2 separate regions of the Anser cygnoides genome follow, and region 1 is linked to region 2. The links are chromatin contacts, called in public Hi-C maps. All regions are on one chromosome and are shown on one strand. The core of a region is the stretch at or near the end of the contact, and the rest is flanking DNA. Distances in the headings are between cores, read along the strand shown. Region 1 has its middle 23 kb from the start of SQLE. Region 2 holds the start of MTSS1 (MTSS I-BAR domain containing 1).

What was found. Hi-C and Micro-C count contacts between places; a contact is called where the count stands out from the background.
Region 1: a contact with region 2 is called in a Hi-C map of liver, with 2.2 times the contacts expected there. The contact joins the enhancer-like site here to the promoter of MTSS1 in region 2. A contact is called at or near these places in 2 of 7 Hi-C or Micro-C datasets (both in liver).

The regions. Positions count from the first base shown.
Region 1 is chr2:152,081,943-152,086,698 of Taihu_goose_T2T_genome, forward strand. No RefSeq gene overlaps it. Among named protein-coding and RNA genes, the nearest start is that of SQLE, 23 kb to the right of the region's middle. Within about 2 kb of position 3,104, at least 3 of the 3 cell types and tissues checked have open chromatin away from gene starts, as enhancers often do. A contact at or near this core is called in liver, where this site is marked.
Region 2 is chr2:152,030,847-152,036,269 of Taihu_goose_T2T_genome, forward strand. MTSS1 (MTSS I-BAR domain containing 1) reads right to left here and starts at 1,757. Exons shown (of 16, transcript XM_066990728.1): 1 at 1,143-1,757. The coding sequence starts at 1,214.

The DNA.
Region 1 (4,756 bases), core at 1,854-4,353, 52 kb after region 2:
GTCCCAGCTCCATGCCGTTCCCTCGGGTCCTGTTGCTGTCCCCAGAGAGCAGAGCTCAGCGCCTGCCTCTCACAAGGAAGCTGTAGACAGGTGCAAAAAGACCAAGAGAAAAATGTTGATGTGAAAAATCAAATGAAAAATGAAGATGTTGATGTTTACTTGGTTTATGATCTTCTCCTCATAAATCCCTCTTGTTGAGCCCATTGGGTTCGATCTGCAATGGGCCATAAATGCCTGAAGTCAGATTTAGGTGGTATTTAGGTACAAACTACAAAATAAGGAAACCCCAAAAATTTCACTTAGCACTATGAAATCTGCAAACATCTACATTTTCGCTTATAAAATTTCCCAGCGACTTAAAGTTGTGCTTCTGGGCCCATGCAGAAACACCAGCCAAGCTCTACTCTACAGTCAGGTCATCCCCCTGCCTACGTCTCCTGAAGGCCCTGATCCTGTTGCTGTGCTCACTTAATGATAACTTCCGTTTCCTCCTATGGCAAATGCCACTTTCATTTGGGAGCATGGCTAGCAGAAACCTTGCAGAGCCCATACAACTTGCTGCGTAGTTCAAATGCTCTCGGGGAAGGGCAACAAGGGGTGTCTGGCAGACGTGAAGAAGGGGGAAGCCTTTTTCTGTCTCCTCAAGTACAGCAAGGGTATTCCCACAAAGTCTATTGTTGGTAAAGAATTACTGTATATGGGCCTTAAGGGTCTCTATTTTTTTATAGCTTGGCTGTATAATTAGTCATTTTTGTTTCTTTTTAGAAAAAGCAAAGCAATAGTTTTTTTTTTTTTTCATATTTCCCTAACACAATAGGGAATGTCAGTGGCGTTACAAAAACTTGTAAAAAATGTTTCTGAAATGTTCTTTGTGATCATCCAAGCTTCACAGAACTTCTTATTAAACAGAGAGAATAGTAGAGAAGGTGATTTTTTTTTTTTGAAAAGTGCTTTATGTTGGATGCTACAGCCTTAGACAGATTTAAAGGAGTATTGTTTTAAGAAGTACAAGAAGCTCCTAAGTCAGTGTCCTCTCTGTTCTTATTCCAGCTTCAGTTTTCCCGAGATGCCCCAGTTAACACTGGTGTTTAAATCATATCTACATTGAAGACAGGGAAAAATGGTGACAACCAACAAATCTATTGTCTTGTGATATGCATCTGCTCTAGCTGAGTAACTCCACCATGATCCTTGGTATAACGATTACTTACTGTTTCTGACTTTTCCCCTATTCTTCCTAACTTTTACTGTATCTTATTCTTAGGTTAAAATCTGCAATTTAATGTATTATTTTAGTATTCTCACATGTACAATGGTTTCCAAATTCAAAGCCAACGCTGGGAAGTATGAAGGTTCTTTGTAGACTATGAGGTGAGGTGCCTTTCACAATTTTAAATACTGTAAGACACTAAATTAATTTATTATAAGAATATATTACTATAAGAGTTAGTGTTGAAATCATGGATCATCGAACAGAGGTCACAAATTAGCCATCTAATGTACTCTCTGGGCTTTATCTTCTGTGTTAATCCTGCAAAATGTTTTACATTTAATTTTAATGCACTCCCTAGGTCAATTTCGAGCTGCAATTTGTCATGCATCATTAATTTACAAGTCTAAACAAGTCCTGATATTAATTATTACTTCACAGCTGCCAAACATTTTATAAAGCTATAGTGATATTCCTGTTCTTCATCTCTACCTGTGAGCATCTGGCTGCTGATTTTTTGGTAGTCAGTGCTTATTTCTTCTCATCCTTTGAATCTGTTAGTCTGTACTTATTCTGAAAAATACTACAATATGAAGCAGGCAATTACGACAGTCATTCTGTAACCTTCTGTGTGGTATTTGTCACCCACTGAGATTTTCCCAGCCCTGGGAATTGTTAAGTCAATGTTGTCTCAGTTAAAGACCAGCAACTATAACTAATGTTTTCAAAGCTGGCAGAAGCTGCACTCTTAAATCCATTATTTATACCGTTTGATAAAAGTGAGCTGATTTTTAGAAACGTTAAAAAAAAAAATCCGAACGGAAATCAAAAACATGCAATTACTAGCATTCCTAATTAGCAAATAGAAATAATAGTCTATATTCACCCTCCTGTGTTTGTGTCTGGTCATACCTCCTTGACCAGGGCCATTTTGGCCCAGACACAACCTGTTACGTTAGAAAAACAGTTTTTAAGCTTGGGATTAATATTTCACAGCAGTGGCCAATGGGACACCACAATCCAGGTCCTACCAGTAAAGGTACAAGAACACATCAATTAGTTCAGACATGAATGCGAGTGGATAAAAATGCCAGACGGTAGCATGGCTCTACAAAATTGCCTACATACTTGAAGAATTTGAGAATATTTTAGCTTTAGAGCCAACCCACAGCTTTGTAAAGGATGACAAACATGTTCTAAAGGAAGAGGGGGAAGCAAACTGTCAGCTTTCCCTTACAGAACCGCCTGAAGGACGCGGTGGGAGAGCTGGAGACTCCCTCCGTCCCACAGCCAAGAGGTGGATGGCTATTCCTTTCCTGCAGTGGCTCCTTGGCCTTTCCTGCCACCCTGCCCCTCCTGCCTGACACTGCAGGACACGGAGATGAAGGCTACAAGCACGGCTCTGATCTCCCAGCCCTGCTGGTGCTGCAAGGGGAAGGGAAGGGAGGAGGAGGGAAGCTCCTGCGGTCGGGTGGGGCAGCAGCAAAGGGAAGAGGCTGCCTTCTTCACCCTCAATCCAAACACCAGCTTGCAGGAGGTACATTACCCTACCTGGGAATTAGGCTTTAGCCTACCCCACCTATTTAAGCTGCCGGGGTTTGTGTTTCCTTTGCAGCAGCAATGCAGCCCGTCCCGCCTGGCTGACCTCCAGCAGCAAGTCTACAGCTGAGAGGCTCATTACAGCACACGGTGATATGCTGTACTTTTATATCAAGAGCTGAAATAACAAACTCGGTTCATGCAGGGGGCAGAGCTTTGGACTCATCTCTGCTTGAGAGGCCTGGTTATTTATTAATTATATTTAAAGTTTTATAACAGCTTAAAAGGAATGCGAGCCAGAGGCAACACTTCCAGTCAGGCCTCCCTTGTGCAATGCTTGTGTAATTCTCTCGGTTTATTGCTGGCTTGTGCAGCTACAGAAAGCTTCAGTCTGCTCCCTTTTCTAATGCCTCCACCGGTCCCGGTGATTTCCTCATCCCTTGACACACAATCCCCAAAAGCACTACCTTCTTGTGAAATCCCGGGGCATGAGAGTCCAACGTGCAGGCCAGTGCTGGGGAAGACAGAAAATAAATAATAAAAAAAAATCTTTCCCAATCACTTTCTGAGGAAAATTTGTCTGACTCCTGCTGTCTGATACCCACCTGGTGAGATGGGAGAGAATGCTCTGAGCTGCTTCTCTGCCTGAAATCCCCCTCGCCATATCAAGCAAGGCACTCACAGGGTTGGCAGCTTGCAGGGCCCAATTTTCTCCTTCAAGACAAGCGTCCAACAGCAGTGTTAAAGGGTGGTGTAAGTCAACGAGTTCTGGTGAGTTACGTACTGAGGTACCCTAGCTCGCTGGGTTAGGAAAGGCCTTTATAAACATACGAGGTACGACTTGTCAGCGCGTGGTGCAACGCAACCATTTACTCACGATCCTTTTACGCAGGCTGAGCCTATGTGGGGCATGGATAACTACGGATGGACTCCGCCATAAAGCTGTTTGCGAAGGCATCTGGCGTCGGGCTTCAGACCTCCTCCAGGAGCCAGCCCCACAGCAGTGGGCACCTGCAGCCACCTGCTGGCTCCCTCCAGGCTCGGGAGGGCTTCCTTCCTCCTTCCTTCCTCCTTCCTTCCCCACAGGGGCATCTCTGGCAGTTCTTGCTACTTGCCCGTGTTTCTTGAGACCCTGGCCCCAATGAAGGAGAAGCTGAGAGATGAGATGTGCTGCATCCCATTAGAAAATAAACGAGGAAGCCCTTTAACCCCCCCCCCGTCCTTCCCTACTGCTGAATTTAGCTCTGCAGGAGTGCAGACAGGGAAAAGGCAGGCCTAAAGCCCGACACAAGTTCAATGTGTTGCACGTGAGCTGCAGCTCGTACCTTGATTAAATGAATTTGCATAGCCAGTATTAGTTAAATCCTAATGTATTAATGAAGATGTTAATCAATGAAGAAGTGTGCAGAAAACGAGATGCAAACTAAATAAGGCCCAGGAAGGCATGCTTAAGGGAGTGGTTCTGGAGAGGTTTTTTTCACCTTGCTGTTGGGGATAACGCCATCCTGCTTCCGCGAAGCCTTATCAAGATCAGCCGGCAAGCAACTGCTTTGATTTTACCAATAGAAGATGTTATCTGTGCCTCTTGATTTCTTTTAAATTAACACGTAACTTTCTGTAGTAATGTTACAGGTTTCGTAAACATCCTGGCAAAGGTACCAAATGTTAATTGGGCCTGCTAATCTCAGTTTAATAGGATGATCAACATCTTTTGTTTTTTCCCTTCCTGTGCCTCTGACTGTGTCATTTCTTCCCTAATCCCCACTCTTTGCTCACTGCATTTCTTCAGTTAATATGTTGATTTATTTTTTCCCTACAAAAAACACCTTCCTCTCCCACTACGCACCCCTTCACATCTCTGGCCTCTGGTGCTGTCGAAGTGAATAAAATGGAGATGCCATGTCCTCAAGCTCTCGCTGTCTGAGACCATTATGAAAAAGAACTGGATTAATGAACTGACTGTGGTAGCAATAAGGGAACACAGAAGATGGTTGGGATCTAATCTCA
Region 2 (5,423 bases), core at 507-3,006:
GCAACCCGCCTGCTCTCGGCGAGCCACGCTTCTCATCGAGCACCTCCCACGATCTGCTCGGAGGGAATCGTGCGCGAAACCCCCCGCCAAAAAAAATAACTTCTCGGGCAAACGGCATCTCCTCCCCGAAACCACGCCAGGAGCCGTCCACCTGCGCCCAGGCTCCCTGTGGGAGCAGCTCCCGTCCTCCTTCCAGCATCGCTTCTCCCGCAGCCCTCCCGGCTCCTTGGCGGCAGATCCCTTGCTCCCACCCCAATACCCGGGTTGGAGGCACGCGGTCCCCGCTGCCCCCAAACCGCCACGCTCGCCCCATCGCCCTCCACATCTCCAGGCCACCGCGTCCTTCGCGGGCGGGCCCGGAGGAAGACAAGCTGCCCTTGTCCGGGGGAACACTGCAGTATTCTGCAGTACTCCGGCGCTGCGAGCCGCGGGGCTCCGGGGAGGGCACGGGCGGCACGACGCAGGAGAGCTTTTGGGCTATTTGTCCCCACGAGCCAAGGGCGGGAGGCGTCCGCTCGGCCGAAGCGAACCCTGCGGAGATGCCAAGGGTGTTTTCGGAGCCGCTCGCGTGGGTCTGCGCAGAGCTTTCTGGTGGCTGGCGGCGGTGAGGAGGCACCTGGGAACTCGAGACCTTGGCGTGCACGCACACGAAGCGCCAAGTACCCCCTCGGTGAGCACACGCCGTGCCAAAATAACGCCCCGTCGCTGATTTTTAACCCGGGAGCACGTCAACTTCTGAGCATCTCCCCCAGGGCCGGGGATGTTTTTACCTCGCGTCCCCCAAACCCGACCCGACCCCACCCCACGGCACCGCGCGGCTCCTCCGCATCGCTGCCCGCCACCCCCAAAGATAATGAAAAATAAAAGGCGGAGGAGGAAAAAATGGGGGGAAAAATATACATATTGTCGTTTTTTCGATCTCATGGGCTTGGAAAAAACCTGCCCAAGGTGCAAGCTAACAGCTTGCACGCCCCAGCAAGGAGGGGGGGGGGGGCCTGCGAAAGCCCCCCCCAAGCCCCCAGAGCAGGGGGTGCGATGCAGGTCCCCCCCCCCCCGCTGCCGTGAGCTTCCCTGGGCGCCGTGCCCGGGCTGTGGGGGGGGTCCCCAGCACCTGCCCCCCGGCCCTCCCCGCCGCCGCTCACCTTCATGTCGCTGATGATGGTCTGGAAGAGCCCTCCGAGCGCGCTACATTCCTTCTCGATCACAGCCTCCATTTTCCTCGCCCGAGCGCACACGGGAGGAGGCACGAAGCGCTGCGACCCCCCCCAGCAGGCTGCGGAAAGCAGCGAGCCTCCCCCTTCTCCCACCTCACCCACTAGATACAGGGGGCAGCTGCGGGCGGCGAGAGGGGGGAAATAAATTAAAAAAAAAAACTCAAGCGCTAAATGCCCACGCCTCTAAGCATTTAAAACAGGGGGAAAAAGGGCGAAACCCCCCCGAAGCGGCGGTGCCCCTCTCCTAAGCGCAGCTCCCAGCCCCGCCGAGCAGCACCCGGGGGCCGCCAGCCCAGGCGGCGCCGAGCTCCCGCAGCCGGGCAGCGCCGCCATCCATCGCCGGCCGGAGGAAAAAACGCAGAGAAAAAAAAAAAGGGGGGAGAGAAAAAAAAAATTAGATTTGGAGAGAGAGGGGGAAAAAAATGGGAGAGGAGACGGCGCGGGGCGAGGGATCTGGCAGCACGAAGGGAGCAGGCTGCAGCAGAGCCGCTGCCTGGCTGCTACGGGAGCAAGCCCACCGCTCCCTCCTCCTCCTCCTTTTTTTTCTCCTCCTCCTTTTTTTTTTTTTTTTTTCTTTCTCCTCCTCCTCGTCCTCTCCCAGCCCGTCCCCGCCCCGCCCGCTCGGCCCCGCGCCTCCCCCGGGCTCGGAAGGTCGCGGGTTCGCGTCCCGCCGCCGCCAAGCTCTGGCTCAGAGGAGGGAAGGGTTTTCCCTCTGCTATCTGTTGTAGTTTTTCCAAACTTGGGGTGTTTGGGGGGAAAAAATGTTGAAAGCGCTGCCCACCTGTTTAGAAAATGGCAGGTGGAATGGGTCAGCAGAAATACAAGCAGCTGGAAATACAGCCCTGGCCTAGTGCAAGCACCAGCAGCTTTGAGCACAGGCCTGTTGTTTGCTCATCCTGCCCCACAAACACAACGCTGTTTAGGAGTGTTAGTGCAGACTGCATGAAACATAGCCTTTTAAAAATAATTTTACTTTTCAAATTCTCTGTGTCGAATCCTCAACTTTGCAAAACATGGAGGTTAAAATTCTCCATTCATACACACACACATATGGAATCACAGAATCGCAGAATCACAGAATCGAGGGGGCTGGAAGGGACCTCGAGAGATCATCGGGTCCAACCCCCCTGCCAGAGCAGGTTCCCTAGAGCAGGCTGCCCAGGTAGGCGTCCAGACGGGCCTTGAATATCTCCAGAGAAGGAGACCCCACAACCTCCCTGGGCAGCCTGTCCCAGTGCTCCGTCACCCTCACCGTGAAGAAGTTCTTTCGCATGTTGGTGCGGAGCTTCCTGTGCTCCATTTTGTGGCCGTTGCCCCTTGTTGAGAAGTTGAGGTCACGCAAACCTCGTGAAAAAAATAAATAAAATGTGTGTGCTAAATCTGATAACATCAGAGGTGTACCACAAACACACCGAGGGCTGTGAGACTCTTCATGGCACCAAAATTAAGTGCGTGCCCACCGGTTTCAGGGAGCTGAGGCCTACGGCCCCCCTTGCTGCTGACCCCAGCGGAAGGGCAGGCTGTGTTACCACAGCGTTTAATGAGAGCCAGGTGGAGAGGCAGGAAAATATAAAATATATCGTAAAGTGAGGTGTTTTTTTTTTTTTTTTCTGTCTCCATCTATACAGGCACATGCAGGTACATGTGCAGCCAGTAACTGAGGTGGAAATTTTGAAATCTGAGTATTACAATTAAAATGATATTAAGGTTATTTATCTCTTGTTCTCTGTTATTATTATTTATCATCTATTTAATTCCAGCCTGAGAAGAGTTAGAGCTGCGCACCATCACGTTTTGCTTCACATTTCAGACAGGGCTTAGGCACAAGCACAGGATGGATTACAGTCCCTGTGTTAATTTAGCAGCGATGAAAAACGCCGGACAGGTGCCATGCCTGCAGAGCCATTTTCCCTCTTCTCTTTCCACTTCACACGGGTGGGAGGCACCCCTGCAGCTCCGACGGGGCTGTTCATGCCCTGGCTCTGTACCAGGCCCTCTCTAGAAGCTGGCCACACGAAATGGCCGCAGCGGTGGTAGCAATGCTGCCGCTCGTCTCACACAGAGCAACGGATGGCTGCCCAGGGCCCTGGGACAGAGGGACACACAGAAGGCAGCAGGCGAACTTCAAACCGCTTTCCTTTGTTCAGACAAGGAAACACAAATAGTACCTCATCTAACCTTCATGGGAGCAAGGATTTCCAGGGTAAAAGGCTGGCAGGTTGCAGAATGCAAGGTGCGTGTGGGACGGGATGGAGGAAAAAAACCTTCTGCAAAGAAGAGGTTGTTTTTCAAGGAGTGCATTTGTGCTTTAGTTAATAAATCAGTGCTGTCTGCTCCATACTAGGCAACAAATCTTCATTCAGTGATGAAGCAGCAAGCAGGTATGCAATAGACAAATGAAGCAAGCATTTCAAACCTCAATAAATTGTAACAAGAGCATTGGGCACGCAAAATAAGAGAATGGTTTTTACCTTGCAAGTTTGAAAGCACTGGGTATGATGAGCACCTTGCTGAACTGCTACAACTCACACGTGCCCCGTCACATACCCATAGCCTGGAGATACCTTGCCTGGTGTGCAGGTGGAGTGGTCTGTCAGAAAGCACTAGATCATGAAAAATGGAAACATCGGGGTTTTGACAAACTGTACATTTGTAGGACAAAAAAAATCAAACTGGAGCATCAGAAATAGAAAAATTATACTTCTCCATTTGAGCATTTTTTATTTCAAAGGTTATTATTCTCTTATTTTTTCACAGTTCATATCACTTAACAATTGTGTTAATTTCATATTTTACATTGTTTGTAGCATAACAGCTGAAAAATAAAGCAAAAGCACACAATTTAAAATTAAAAAAAATAAGCTCTTGATGACTGAAACTTCTTTTTTCCTTTTGCACTGAAGGAAATTTCAGACTCTTGATTTTATTCTTCCTTTAAGTGACTTTTGATGATAGAATTTTCTACGGGATGGCGATTCGGCTTCAGCCAGCTGTAGAGTGAGAGGCAGCAGTTTTCTTGAGAGACCTGAGCCCAAATGGTTGTTTAGAGTGCAAGTAAGTAGTGCAGTGATGTTGCAGTACTGTCGGGTTACCATCTGTCATGTTATTTCTGGGATCTGCTTGATTGATTTATAGCAAATCACTTCCTGCAAGCATTATTTGCAAAACTTCATTATGGTCAAAGGCTGTTTCTGTGTTCGGGAGCCATTGTTACAGGGAAACATTTTATTTTGAAGTAATGACACTGTACAATATTCAGTTTCCAGTTGCATGGGCAAAAACCAACACCACTTCTTGCCAGTGGGATGGCTGAGTGCATCTTATTTGGCCACCCCCTGCAGATGTCAACCCTAAAATTTGTCAGCAGAACAAGAGTTCCTCATGCTCTGACGTCCTTCAGGACATTCTGTGCTCTGCTGACAAGAAGCCTCTTCCCCTGAAACCGCAAGAAGACTGGTGGTTAGCAATGAAAGTATTTCTCCAGAGATAAGTGGGTAGGTTGAGCAATGGCTCGGTCACTTTGCCTGGCGGTTCCTGCTGCTCCTTCTGCACCAAGCGCCCAGACACGAGGTCCAGCTGGAAAGAAGCAGGGCACAAGTCCAGAAGGTGAGGAGTCCTCAGCCAGCTCCCAGTTGACTTGCCTTCTGAGCAGAACATCTCCAGTCACCTTCCTGTGCCTTGCTTTCTCTATCTGTAAATGAAAGTCCAATTTATTTATTTATTTTTAAACATTTTGAGTGTTTTTGCACCAAGCACAAGTGTGAAATTTCATTGCAGTCAGGACAAACAGATACCCCATCAATGTGCCATAGAACGTTTAACCATGGTGCTCATTTAGGCCCTGATCTTGTAAAGATTTAAGCACGCTTATGCTTAAATGTGAGCAGCCCTGTAGAAAACTAGATTACACATGCACTTAAGTGTTATCAGATTGAAGTCATAGAACAACAATCACAAAAGGTACTTAATCACCTTTAAATTACAGCGTTCCTAATTTAGCTAATGTTATTCCCCAAGGAAAAATTGCCTCATTTAGCATACAATCAAGAAAGAATCAAGGGCTGTTCCTTCAAGTGGCTGACAGTTCAAAAAGAGATATGATTAAAAAAAAAAAGGTTGCTAAAGGCTGAACTATTTAATTGAATTATCTCTATAAGAAATTGATGCAAATTAATAGTATAATACTCCATTATTTTTCCACAGAATCCC